Linked DNA regions of Mus musculus: region 1 is linked to region 2. A link is a contact called in public HiChIP or PLAC-seq data. All regions are on one chromosome and are shown on one strand. The core of a region is the stretch at or near the end of the contact, and the rest is flanking DNA. Distances in the headings are between cores, read along the strand shown. Region 1 overlaps Afdn (afadin, adherens junction formation factor). Region 2 has its middle 5.8 kb from the start of Gm24867.

Region 1 (6,584 bases), core at 1,161-3,660, 100 kb before region 2:
AGACATTGATCCATCCCAACTCCCCTTTCCACTCCTCACACAATGGTAGCCCACTGAGTCCAATGAATGCTGCCTGTTGGAATAGTGACAACAGATAATGGCTTGATTGTATGCAGGTAACTATAGCTGCAGTGAAGTAATAAATACAATGACCATGTCATGTCCAGAAGACAGTATCTCTAAGCACTTCTCCTGTCCTCTGGCTCTTACATGAAAGACTGCAAAAAGAGGGAATATTCTCTCTCTTTTTTAAAAAAATATTTCCTAAGCCATAGAGAAGGCAGGTAGATTTCTGAATTCAAGGCCAGCCTGGTCTATAAAGCAAGTTCCAGGACAGCCAGGGCTACACAGAAAAACCATCTGGAAAGAGGGAGGGAGGGAGAAAAAGAAAGGAAGGGAAGAAGGGAGAGTGAGAAAAAAGAAAGAAGAGAGAGAAAGGCAAAGGGGAGAAAGAAGCAAAAAGCAGGCAGTTCCACATGCTATAATTCTTAAAGAACACTGTAAGTTAGTAACTAAAGAGTACTCAAAAGAGACATTAAGCCTGAAGACAAAATACTTTTATTCAATGTTAAAGCACCATTAACACACGTTTCCCTTACCTCTGGGCACTGGGCACACAAAATAATTCCTGCTCTTGTGTAGCTTAAGAATCTAGCAGGAAGCACACATAAGGACCAGTAGGGATGGACTGAAGTCCAAGGGAGTAGGAGGAAAGCTTCGCTGTCACATTAGGGAGCTGAAGCCTCACTACAGGGAAACAGCATCCAAGCCAGCACCAGAGCCAGGCACCCAAGCCAGGCAAAACCCGCTGGCATGTGGGAGAGGCATCAAGGACAACTGTACAGACAACAGAATGACCCCCTGAGAGACATAGTTAGAAGCTTTACAAGTGAGGCACTCTATGAGGAATATAAAAACAGTAAGAGTTGAGCAGGAAAAGTACATGATTTAAGGTCTGGGGTATGTATCTTGATTTAAAAAAAAATTAAAAAACTAACGCAGCTGAAATATAAGATACAATTTAACACCATACCATACAAAATAAGACTTGAACAATCCACCTGCCAAGTGGTAAGAAGCAGTTTTAAAAGGCAGTGGTGCTGACCATACTGACAAGTTAGGCATGAGGTGAAAGGGGAAGAAAAGTGTTAGGTAAATGTCAGGCACCTGCAGGGGGAGCAAACAGCATGGATGGGTCAGTTAGACTGATCTACAAGTCCTGGATTGCACCTAGAGATGTCCAGGGAGCAATAATTAAGGGGAAGAAGCTCAAGCTCAGAAATATAAATTCAGAACATACTAGCTCCAAAGCCATGAGGATGAAAGATTTCCCAACAGAGCAAATGTGAAGAAACAGACTAAATCCAAGGTATTTTTCCCTATTTGCCCAAAACAAGAAACTAGTCACGGGTGCTATCTTAAGAGTTTCTATTGTTTCTCTGAAACACCATGACCAAAAGGCAAATTGGGGAGGAAAGGGTTGATCACTTCCTCATCACTGTTTATCATCAAAGGAAGGTGGGACAGCAACTCGAACAGGGCAAAAACCTAGAGGCAGGGGCTGATGCAGAAACCATGGAAGGGTGCTGCTTACTGGCCTCCTTTTCATGGCTTGCTCAGCCTGATTTCTTAGAGAACTCAGGACCACCTCTTCCCAGGGATGACACCATCCACAGTGGGCTGGACCCTCCCACCATTGATCACTAAGTGAGAAAATGCCTTACAGATGGATCTCATGGAAGCATTTCCTCAACTGAGGCTCCTTCTTCTCTGATGATTCTAGCTTGTGTCTAGTTGACACGCAAAACTACAGTACAGGTGTCAAGAGAAGAAAGTGCCACAGATGATAGACCAAGTACTTGGGACTAAAATAACAAACAGAACAAGACAAGAATGATGGCTGGTAGCAGGGAAATGTTCAGAAATATATCATCTATCCTGAAAATGAACCAGTTTAAGAGGAGAGCAGAGTACAGGCACATTTCACCATCTTTTATATATAACACATTCACAGGAGACGATAATAGAATATAATCACTGACCATCTTCACAAAATGCAACTGTTTGCCAGAATATATTAATCAATGCCGGCTTAATAAGATCTTGAGCTTTAAGAATTTTATAATGCATAACTCCTCTGAAAATGGCTCTTACTAGACAAGTATGTTGCCACTTCCCCATTCCCATAGAGGATTTTGAAATTACACTAGCAAACACAGTGCATTCATGTTTTTTTAGTGTGAAGTATTTTTATCAACCTATTAATTTAATTTTTTTTTACTGGTGGGAGCACAGAGGTCCTTGTGCTCACAGATAAGCTCTAGGGAAGCTAGGAATGTTAAACACACAGGGCAGTCTCTTCAAAGGAAGAGATGCTTAACCTGTTTTCTGCCCAGAAGACTTGGAGGTGGCTAAGAGCCTAAGTGACCTCTGCACTGCCTGCAGGGCCTTGGCCACACCTGCCTCCCTCAGGCTCCTCCAGACTCTTACTAACAGGACCTAAGGTATTTAATAGCCTAGTGACTTTTCTATCTGTATGACAGAGACCACACCAGATCCTCCCTGAGGCTCTCAAGATGACACATGTAGTCTATCTATAGAACCCATCTTCCCGGGAAGAGGCAACAACATGTACTTTGATAAGTTTCAAAGTAATTATGCCTTAAGCTTTAACTGTGCACTCAGGACTGTGTTACACCAGGAAACTTTTCCCAAATTTTACTGTACCTAAATGCACCTAAAATAAATTGGCCAGTGTCAGACTTTTTTTTTTTTTAGCCAACACTGGTTACTGAGTCATGTTGAACAGACCTTTTTTCCTGACTCACAAGGACCAACACTTTACCATTTTTGTGGAAATAAACTGAAAAAATAAAAGCTACTTTACCATTAGATATACCTATATATGCCAAAACAAATAAAAAACTAATTAACAGTTTTAAGAAATCAGATAAGCATATACATATATAACATATAACATACACTCGACATATAGTGTGGTAGGCTATGCCACCTAGGTCAGTAGTAGTATGATGTATACAATGTTTATAAGACAAATTATAAAAACAAACTTCTTAAAACCCACACATTACGTGGCATGTGACAATATTTAGTTACCAGTAAGTGATTTCTAATCACTAATTGATGAACTAGCTAACTTCTATAACAATCACTGCTTATTTTTAAACCTTTACAAGTGTATGCTTTCATTTTGAGGAAAATTTTAAGTTCATTTATTACACATACACACACAGGTATAAAAGGTGTGTGTGTACATATATACAATAGTTTACTTTTTAAATCTACAGTACATAAAGGAACAAATCATTAAAGTATAAATAAGTTTGATTTTTTTATTATAGTTACATAGAAAACAGGAACTTAAAATCAAAGGCATCAAAATCAGTCAACATTTAAGGATCTCAAACCAATGTTCTTCTAATATTAACAACACAGTGGTACAGTATCTTAGTTAGGGTTTCTATTGCTGTGATAAAACATAATGACCAAGCTGGGCAGTGGTGGCGCATACCTTTAATCCCAGCACTTGGGAGGCAGAGGGAGGCGGATTTCTGAGTTTGAGGCCAGCCTGGTCTACAGAATGAGTTACAAGACAGCCAGGCTACACAGAGAAACCCTCAGCCAAGCTACACAGAGAAACCCTGTCACAAGAAAACAAAAAAACAAAAAAAAAAAAAACCCATAATGATCAAAATCAACCTCGTAAGCAAAGGGTTTATTTCAGCTTTCAGTTCCACAACACAGTACATTACCAAAGGAAGTGGGGGCACTCAAGTCATGGTGGGTGCTGCTTACTGGCATACTCTTCCCGGTGTACTCGGCCTGCATTCTTAGAGTACCCAGGGCCACCTGCCCTGCTTAGAACATCAAGAAAATGCCTCACAAGTTTGCCCACAGACCATCTGTTATGGGCATTTGTTCACTGGAGCTGCCCTCCTCACAAATGGCTCATGTTTGTGTCAAGCTGACACAGTAGCATCTGGCACATACAGGTGACGAGGTGAGAGCCTGGCTTAGGAGGAGGACTGGCGAAATGGCTCAACAGGTAAAGGTGCTGCCAAGCCTGACCACATCATTTTGATCATTGGGACCCATATAGTAAGAAAGAAACAACGTGTCTAAGTTTCCCCTTAGTCCAGCGCACACACACGCACACACACACACACACACACACACACACACACACAACATTTGCAATTAATGAAATTGCAATTAATGAGAATGCAATTAATGAAAGAGAGAGAGAAAGGGTGGGGTTAAGCCTACCCAAGCCCAAGCTCTGATAAATATGGCATCTGTTAGAATTTTTTAAAGATGCAAACTATCAATTATAGCTCCAGCTAAGATACTGATATGTGGAGCATTAAGTGTTACCTTAATCCTTCCAGAACCATTTCAAGTACCCTAAATATAAGGGAACATTTCACTGAGTGGCAAACACCAAAATTACTAAATTACTAAGAAGGAAAAAGCATTTGTAAACACAGGGTAAGAAGTCAATGTCTTTGAGCCAAATGTAGTGCACTCCCAGCACTCAGGAGACAGAGGCAGGCAGATCTCTGGTGAGTTTGAGGCCAGCCTGGTCTACACAGACTTCTAAGACAGCCAGAGCTAAACAGTGAGACACTGCCTCAGACAGAGACAGAGACAGGGAGAGGAAACAGAAAGAAACAGACAGCTCAATGTTTTTCTAAAAAAATGTTTAACAATTATAATAAATATCCTGACAGAAACAAGCATTTTACCTAGAAGGCAATGTAGGTGGCAAGAGCAACTCATGAAAAGATGAGCAAGACACTAAAACTCTGAAAACAATACCCATTCTGCCTGGCAACTTCAGGACAGCTGAGAAAAGGAGATGTCTAATTGTACTCTAAGGATCTGATTTAAAAATAATGAACTAATTTTATTCTACAAAACTCATTAAATACAAGTTTTTCATATCACGTGTTATAAGACTTATGTTTACTATTTCCTGGAAAAAGGCCTACATTATCCTTCAGTAGCCACTATTGCAAGATTTTTCTCAAGTTGGTCAGAGAGTAAAATCTTAACAGATCATGTAAAGCGGGAGAGTATCCCCAGAGCAAATCTGTATTTTTCATGACATGCTAACAAGTCAATAATGTCTACACAAGCTCCATGCTTTTCATACACTTCTGGCTCTAATGTAGACCCCCCAGCATGCATTAAGATGACAGAAAACTGTCATAGTGTGCATAACAAACACCCTTGCTCTCAAGTCTCAGAAAGGTACAGTGCAGAAACCTGTCTTCAGTGTTACCCCAATCTCATGGATGTGTGACATGTTTGGACACTAATGTTTCATTCTTCAATCTTGAGAATAAATGGCTATCTTATACTTTGTACCTTAGGAAGCAATACTGCCACATCTTTGGGGAGGAGAAGGGGAGGAGGAAGAGACAGAACAGAAGGGGTAAGGAAGAAGGGGAGAGAAGGGGGGAAAAGAAGAGGGGGAGGAGGGGTGAGGAAGGGAGGGTAAGGAAGGAAGAGGGGAGAAGGAGGGGAAAGGATGAAGGGGAGGAAGAGCAATTAAAGAAGTACTTAAAGGCAATAATTAAAGTCTTTTGTGTGCACCACAATGACAACTGGTTTAGGCAATTAGAAACTGGAGGGTCTCAAGAAAGGCAACATTAGCCTGACTTTGGTGCATGCCTTTAATCCCTGCAATTGGGAGGCAGAGACTGAGGCAGACAGACTCTGTGAGTTCCTGGTCTACAGAGCTAGTTCCAAGACAGCCTCAGCTACACAAAGAAACCCTGCCTTGAAAAACCAAAAGAAAAAGGAAAGGCAACAGTGAGGTGGGCTGAAAGCAAGAAAGCAAAAGTGAAATGAGTCATAAGCACAAAGGAAGGGAGACCTTCTTCAGAGGTCAGGGTAGAAATAGATATTGTAGTAGTGGTGGGATTCAGCAAAACAAAGACAGAACAGAACAAAAGCTTTTTAGCTAAAAAACAATAACAAAATCCAGCCAGGCAAGGTAAGCCTGTAATGCTACAAATTCAGACGAAGAGACAGGAGGATCAGGAGTTTCAGCCTTGACTAAGTAATAAAACCTATCTCAAAAAAAAAAAAAAAAAACTATTAAAAATAATAACAACAAAAGAACAAGACCTTACCCCTGATGTAGGTTTCCATTTGTTGTTTTGAGTCAAGCTCTAAAGTAGTCCAGATGCACTTCTAGCTGACTAAGGCCTAACGTAAGGTCATGATCCTCAAGCATCCACCTCTAGAATGGTGGGCAGCACCGAAAGTCAAACCCAGAGCTCCTGAAAGAAAAAGCCTACAATGACTGGCTCTCAAGAGAATAGAAACACAACAACAACAACAACAACAAAGAATGAGTGGAAATAGCCAGGCATGGTGGTGCATGCCTTTAATCCCAGCACTCAGGAGGCAGAGGCAGGCGGATTACTAAATTCAAGGCCAGCCTGGTCTACCAAGTGAGTTCCAGGACAGCCAAGGCTACACAGAGAAACCCTGGGGGGGGGGGGGGAGTGGAAATAGGGAAGAAGGAAGAGAAAGTAACCGAGGAGGGGAAA
Region 2 (6,735 bases), core at 24-2,523:
TTTAAACGCACAAGCCCGTCTTTACTTACAATGAGACCGGATGAATTTGAGATTTGAGGATTGCAACTTTCAACTCATGTTAGTGCTGCGACCTCATGGGCAGCCTGAAGGGTCAGGGTCAGAGGTCATCTTGCTTGTTTCTCTTTCTCTCTGTGCAAGCGTGTGAGTGTGTGAGTGTGTTTTTTCTAAACGTTAAAGTTTTGACTTTACTTTTTGGCCTATCTGGATAGGCTATTTGAAGGGTAGACGGGGTGTATTTTGAGATACCCCTTTTTTCAACCCCCTAATCTCAGTGTTAGGGAGGCACATAATCACAGACTCAAAATGCAACAGGCCTAAAACACAGCATTTCCCTGCACCAATGATCTGCAAGCAGAATATTCCGATCAGAACTTTAAGATGCCCTCTGGTGCTCTGTCCCTTCAAGATGTGGCCCTCTGGCCTGCAAGGTTGCTGATCCTAGGCTCGGTCTGGCTGCATCACACTGGACTGTGTGGTTTTAGGTCTGTGCTGAATAGGAGGAAATGGGCGGTGCTCCCAGCTAGAGAGGCAGAAACTCTGACTCAGGCCGGCTTTAAACTAAAGAGGAAGTGGATCACCTCACGCTCCAGGAAAAAGGAAGCCCAGGGCGGGCGTGGCCAGCCCTCCGGATGAATCAACTCTTAACAAAGGCACCTGGCGGGCTGCTTGGGTAGGCGGTCTGTTCTTCCCCAGGCTGCCCCAGTGGGAGCTTTAGTCTGACCCTGCCTTCACTTCTAAGCAGATACAGGGTGGGGTCCTTGGTTGCGCCAGCCTTTGAGGTGGACCCAGCTCCCAGTCAAGGGATTTGACCCTCTGCGGTCAGAGGATTGGCTCGAACTCTTCCCCCTCCCAGGGCAGAGGCCCTGAAAGGAGACAACTTGTAAGCAGTCTAGGCAGCCCCACCCTGGGGTGGGCTGGCCTGCCATAATTAACCAATCCCCATAGTGTCTGGTGTCTGATGTTCTCACCATTGTGGTGAGACCAATCAGATCCACCCCTGCAACCTAGAAAAAAGATCCCAGGGGGAACAGATAAAACTCTGAACAAAACTGCTTTTGTCGGTGGAGCGAGGTGGTCCCCGGTTAGCATTGAGGCAGATTCTTACATCCTCCTCTGTCTTCAGTTGGAGAAGGAAAAAAAAAAGAGAGAGAGAGAGAGAGCCACAGGGAGACCTACTGGAGGTTCTTTAGCCTCTGAGGTACAGGAAAGACCCGGGGGCTGAGCTGGCTGTGTGGGGAAGGAGATGGCACCAGGGTTCAGAGCCTCCACAGTCTTTCAGGGCTAGGACTTAGAGATTCGGGGTAAAGTGCAGAGCCCAGTAGCTGTGTTTGGAACCCAACATATCTCAAGGACAGAGTATGGGCTGGACTGTGATCCAAGGTAAGGTAGAGAGAGTGGGGAGGAGGGCAGTCTGGAAGCGGGGGTGAGGGGCTTAGACTCTCCTGGGAGCCCTTGTACCAAGGGCGGGACAGAAAGGACTTGTGTTCAGGCAACACTCCTGCATGCAGGGCACACAGACTCCTGAGTGTGGCTATCTTAGGCCAGGTCCCAGCAGGCTTCTTTAGCCTCAGAGCAGCAGAGGATTCTGGTTGCTGTGGGCGCTGAGTGTGGGGACAGGATGGGGAGTGACTGTCTCAGCCACAGTGCTGGGTTTTCCGCAAGGCATGTCAAGCTCTTGCTAATACTCATATAACCCTACGGGTTCTCCAGCAGACCTCTCCACTCACTTCCACATGCTCACGCCTGCTCCCTTCAGTTCATAAGCTTCCTCCTTCCTCTGCCCTGTGGCTTTGCCAGGGGCCTCTTTCCACATCCCTGCCTGGAGGCACTGGAGACATTCCTGGCAGACATCAGGGAGTATCTGGCTGGTGGCTCATAGGCCATGGAATGTGCAGAGTCTGAAGGTGTGTTTCACCCGCCTTCTGCCCCAAGGTGACTTATTCTCTGGAGTGGCTTGGGGACTGTTGGGGCTGAACAGCAAGCCATTTACCGGAGAGGACAGTGTGTGCAGATCTCAACGAGCGTATTTGGCCACATGACCCAGGCAGCCTCCTCATCTTCCCACATCTCAATTCTCTTGTGGTTTTGTGGTCAGCCTCAGATTAAATCATGGTTGCCTGGCAGCTGAGACTTGTGAGAGAGTCGCTTTCTCCCAGAGTTACCTGAGATGGGCACAGTCACAGGCTGATGTAGACCAAGGATCCTGAGAAGGCTCTGGGCCCTGACAACCTGTAGAGAGCTTGACCCACCTGTCAGAGTTAGGAGATGGGAGAAACATGCAGGCATTTAGGCTCAAACCTGACTAAGAACAAATTGTTCTATTGTAGTGTATGTGTGCACGTATATGTTCATGTGTACACAGTAATTCTGCATATCACTGCAGGGGCCATATGTCTTTCCCCCTCATGCTCTCCACCTGATTTTTAAAGTCAGTGCTAACATTGAGCCTTGGGCTTACTAATTAAGCTGCTAGGACTGAAGGGCAGCAAGCTCTGGGAATCCTGACTCTCCCTTCCCAGCACTGGATTTGCAGACATGCAGTGCAGAACCCAAATGTTTACAGAGGTGTTGGGGGTCCAAAGTCAGGCTTTCAAGCTGGTGAGGCAAGGGCTTTGCTGACTGAGCCGTTTAAACAGTCTGGGACCTGGAGATACAGCTTAGCCCCAGTACAGTTCTAAGCAACCCTATCCGGCAGTTCACCACTGCCTGTAACTCCAGCGCCCTCTTATGGACTCCAAGGGTACCTGCATACCCATGTGCATATACGCCTACCCCATATGCACTGCTCTCTCGTTCTCTCTCTCTCTCTCTCTCTCTCTCTCTCTCTCTCTCGTGTGTGTGTGTGTGTGTGTGTGTGTGTGTGTGTGTGTGTGAAATTAAAAATTTTTTTTTTTTTTTGGTTTTTTGAGACAGGGTTTCTCTGTGTAACCCTGGCTGTCCGGGAACTCACTTTGTAGACCAGGCTGGCCTCGAACTCAGAAATCTGCCTGCCTCTGTCTCCCGAGTGCTGGGATTAAAGGCATGCGCCACCACTGCCCGGCTAAAAATAAATTTAAAAAAGAATTTTCTGGCCTCAATGGCTAGCTCATTTCTCAGGATAGAAGAAAAGTCAAAGGCTTTTTCTGCTAGAAATAGAGATGGAGCCCCCGCCCCGCCTGATGGGTGAGGCTTCAGGGCTGCTGCTTGGAGCAGATGCTTCTCTCGAAGCAGATGGATTTGTAGAGAGGGGGACAAAGCCAGCCATTTGGGGACCGATGCCAGCAACACTGCCTGCTGAGGCATGGGCTGCCAGTGTTCCCAGAGCCTCCATCTCAGCTGAAGCCTCCAGTGAGCTCTCTGGTGTCGTTCATTTAAGCACATGACTTTCAAAGTCCTGGATGTGGTGTGCAGGTCACAAAGGTTGCAGAGAAGCTACTTAAATGGTTTCATCAGTGTTTGCTGCCATAGTAAGAATGATTCATAGACAAGTGCCTTGGAGAGAGAAACCAAAACGAAAAGACTCCTTTGCCAAAGTGTCTTCCATAGTCCATACTTTGGGGGGTGGGGTGGATAGGGGAGGGAGAGGAGGAAAGGAGAGAAGAATTGTGTTAATTGTGTAATAACTCTGAAAATGGGGACTGAGTAGATAAAGAGGCCAGTATTGGAGAGGTAGCTTTATTACAAGGAACAATAGCAATTTAAAAACTCATTTAAAGACAACTTTACGTTAAAACGCTATTGCTTTTCCTCATGTCTGTGAAGGAAGTACAAGCTAAAAACGAAAGCCCCAAACAATAGGGAATGGGGGAGGGGGGATCAGAAAAACCAAAAGCTTCCATAATTTCCAGAGCCTGACTGTGTTTGGTCCAGAGACCCCTTCTGGCAAGGAGTGCCATTTGTGTGCGGCCCTCTGTCTACACAGATCACAGCAGCATGAGATGAGTCACACCCCATGTGTGTCTCTCTAGTAAAGTTTTCTTAACGATACTACTTGTCTCCCTTGTTTCAGACATCTCCTTTTGTATGTATGTGGGTGGGTGCATCACACACACAAAGAGGCTATCAAGTGTCTGGCTCTATCACTTTCTGTCTGATTCTCTGACTGAACACAGAAGTGAGGGAGTAGCCTGCAAGCCCCAGGGACTCTCCTGTCTCCGCCTTCCACAGGGCTGTCTTTACAGGTGCATGTGTGGCCATGCCTGGTCTTTCACATGGTTCAGGGACGAGTGTGACCTTGGGTAAGGTGAAAGGAGGCTAAGAGCGGAGAGATAGCTTTGTGGGCTCTTCTCCAGCCTACGGACGGTCTCCTAGTAGCCTTTCTCTGGGGTTAAGGGATGACTCTGAGAGGCACATGATCTTGCTTTGTCTGTTTGGCTGTGGCTGTATACCACCAGATCAGGCACTACTGAGGCTGAAAGAGCAGCTGAAACGGACCGTCCGTCTGCAACCCAGTGATGAGCCCAGGTGAGCTCTGCACTTCGGGGGCTCTTTGTTCCTTGAGAGGCATGGAGGACTATGCTCCAGTGACTGGGAAGGAAGAACATGCCAGCCCCACGCGCTTCACCTAGCCCACAAGGACAGCCCGTACGCAGTGTTCACACAGCATGTGGTCTGTGGTCATTCCTGGCAGCCAAGGTTTGGGAAAAGCAGCCTCTGCCTGGGTCTGCCTCTGTTCTCTGCTCACAGCTCTCCACCCCTGCCAAGGAGACTGTGGTTGCTAGCAGCTGTGGACACTTTCCCACAATGCAGTTCTTCGTGATGTCTGCTAAGCTGGGGGGGGGGGGGTCTTCTCTGAAGCCCTGATTCCTCACTCTGACTTTCCCACCCTTTCTTCCTTGACTTTTCTCAAGGGAGAGAAAGGAGAATGGATACATCTATCCATCTATCTATCTATCTATCTATCTATCTATCTATCTATCTATCGACAACTGAAGATGGGAAAAGGGTAATTTTTTTAAAAAAAGCTAATGACCCTGTGTATTTAGTTTATGTGGGATTCTGTTCTGTTTTATTGTTTGAGCTGTCTGTCTTAACGTCACTATCAAACTATTTGAATTATTATAATTTTGTAATATATCCTTAGTCCAATAGTGCTATCCAATTTTACTTTTTTGGGTTAAGAGCGCTTTACTATTGAGTTTTTTTTCTTTTTTTTTTAAAGTTTCCCTATGAATTTTAGGACTTTATTATATCCATAAAAATATTATTTGAAATTTGATAGAAAATGCATTGAATATAGTGGTGGTATTGCACTGGGTAGTGTGGACACTCTAAAAAGTATTATTTCTTCTAACCAATTAAAATGAGATAATTTACACTTGGAACAACATTATGAACTAACCAGTACCCCTGAGCTCTTGACTCTAGCTGCATATGTATCAAAAGATGGCCTAGTCGGCCATCACTGGAAAGAGAGGCCCATTGGACACGCAGACTTTGTGTGCCCCGGTACAGGGGAACGCCAGGGCCAAAGGGGGGGAGTGGGTGGGTAGGGGAGTGGGGGTGGGTGGGTAAGGGGGACTTTTGGTATAGCATTGGAAATGGAAATGAGCTAAATACCTAATAAAAAAAAATGAAAAAAAAAAAAAAAAAAAAAAAAAAAAAAAACAAAACAAAACAAAACAAAACAAGAAAAAAAAAAAAAAAAAAAAAAAAAAAAAGAAAAAAGGATAGACGGGAGAGATGGCTCAGCAGTTAAGAGCACTGACTGCTCTTCCAGAGGTCCTGAGTTTGATTCCCAGCAACCACACGGTGGCTCACAACCATCTGTAATGGGATCCAATGCCCTCTTCTGGTGTGTCTTAAGAGAGAGACAGTGTACTCATATACAAAATCTTGAGAGAGAGAGACAGACAGACTCATGACTGAAGTTAAGGAGACTTTGGAGGAAGTAGTTATGTATTTATATATAATTGATAATTTGTATTTAATTGACAGAGCCATTTCTTTTGCTCTGATAGGTGAACAGCATGAGGCAAGGCATGCAATTTCAGGACTTTCTGTCCCTTGTTTCTCTGTATAGTGTTTTGTTGCCTTGAGGCAGTGACTACCGCTGGGGTTAAACCCAGGGCTTGGTTTTATGCTATGCCTATATGTTTTCATCATCCTAAGACATCTTATCTCCCCTCGACCTGCCTGCCTGCTGGGTTAGCACTGTGTTTGTATTTTTAAACAAATCATTATGGTCCACTCTCAAAAGGAGGCACATTGTTGGTTATCAGAATCACAAATATGAAGGAGACACTGGACGACTGTCTCCCCAGCCGACGGCTGGTATCTGCCTGTCCTGCTGCCCTCAGTTCATCCTAGGCTGAAAAGTTACTCGAAGTCTGCTGTACAGTTGAGTCCATGTGTCAGAAAGGGAGGGAGTCTCCAGTCTCTGAATACATAGCAAACTAGGCTTCATTCACATTCTCAACGTGGAAATCTATAGGAGGTGCAGTCTGCCCAGTTTCTCGTCCCTCTCGGAAATGTTCAGGCAATGAAGAACTCAGGGGCAGGGGGAAATACAGTTAGGAACACGGGAAGCACTGTTTTGTACCAAACTGTTGTACCAGTCTTTCATGGTGATGCCTCTCTTTGCAAGGTTGAAAAATCAAACAGCCCGGTTGCCAGTACTCTTATTGTGAAATGAGGACCGTTGTTTCTGGTGGCTCACACCCTCTTTGTTCCTTTCCTTTCCCAACTTTAGCCTCTTCCCTTTGTCCTCTCCTCCCGCTTCCCTTTCTCCCTCTT

Evidence for each region. HiChIP or PLAC-seq counts read pairs in DNA pulled down with a chosen protein or histone mark.
Region 1: a contact with region 2 is called in an H3K27ac HiChIP or PLAC-seq map of trophoblast stem cells, with 26 read pairs. The contact joins two enhancer-like sites. A contact is called at or near these places in 1 of 39 promoter capture datasets (cranial neural crest), 1 of 15 datasets of contacts at CTCF or cohesin (the NIH/3T3 cell line), 1 of 484 Hi-C or Micro-C datasets (trophoblast stem cells) and 9 of 115 datasets of contacts at active chromatin or transcription factors (the SCID.adh cell line, bone marrow-derived macrophages, embryonic stem cells and 4 more).

Annotation. Positions count from the first base shown.
Region 1 is chr17:13,779,522-13,786,105 of GRCm38.p6, reverse strand. The region is part of intron 1 of Afdn (afadin, adherens junction formation factor); the gene reads right to left. Among named protein-coding and RNA genes, the nearest start is that of Tcte2, 21 kb to the right of the region's middle. Within about 2 kb of position 2,410, at least 19 of the 459 cell types and tissues checked have an H3K27ac peak or open chromatin away from gene starts, as enhancers often do. A contact at or near this core is called in trophoblast stem cells, where this site is marked.
Region 2 is chr17:13,677,844-13,684,578 of GRCm38.p6, reverse strand. No RefSeq gene overlaps it. Among named protein-coding and RNA genes, the nearest start is that of Gm24867, 5.8 kb to the right of the region's middle. Within about 2 kb of position 1,273, at least 331 of the 459 cell types and tissues checked have an H3K27ac peak or open chromatin away from gene starts, as enhancers often do. A contact at or near this core is called in trophoblast stem cells, where this site is marked.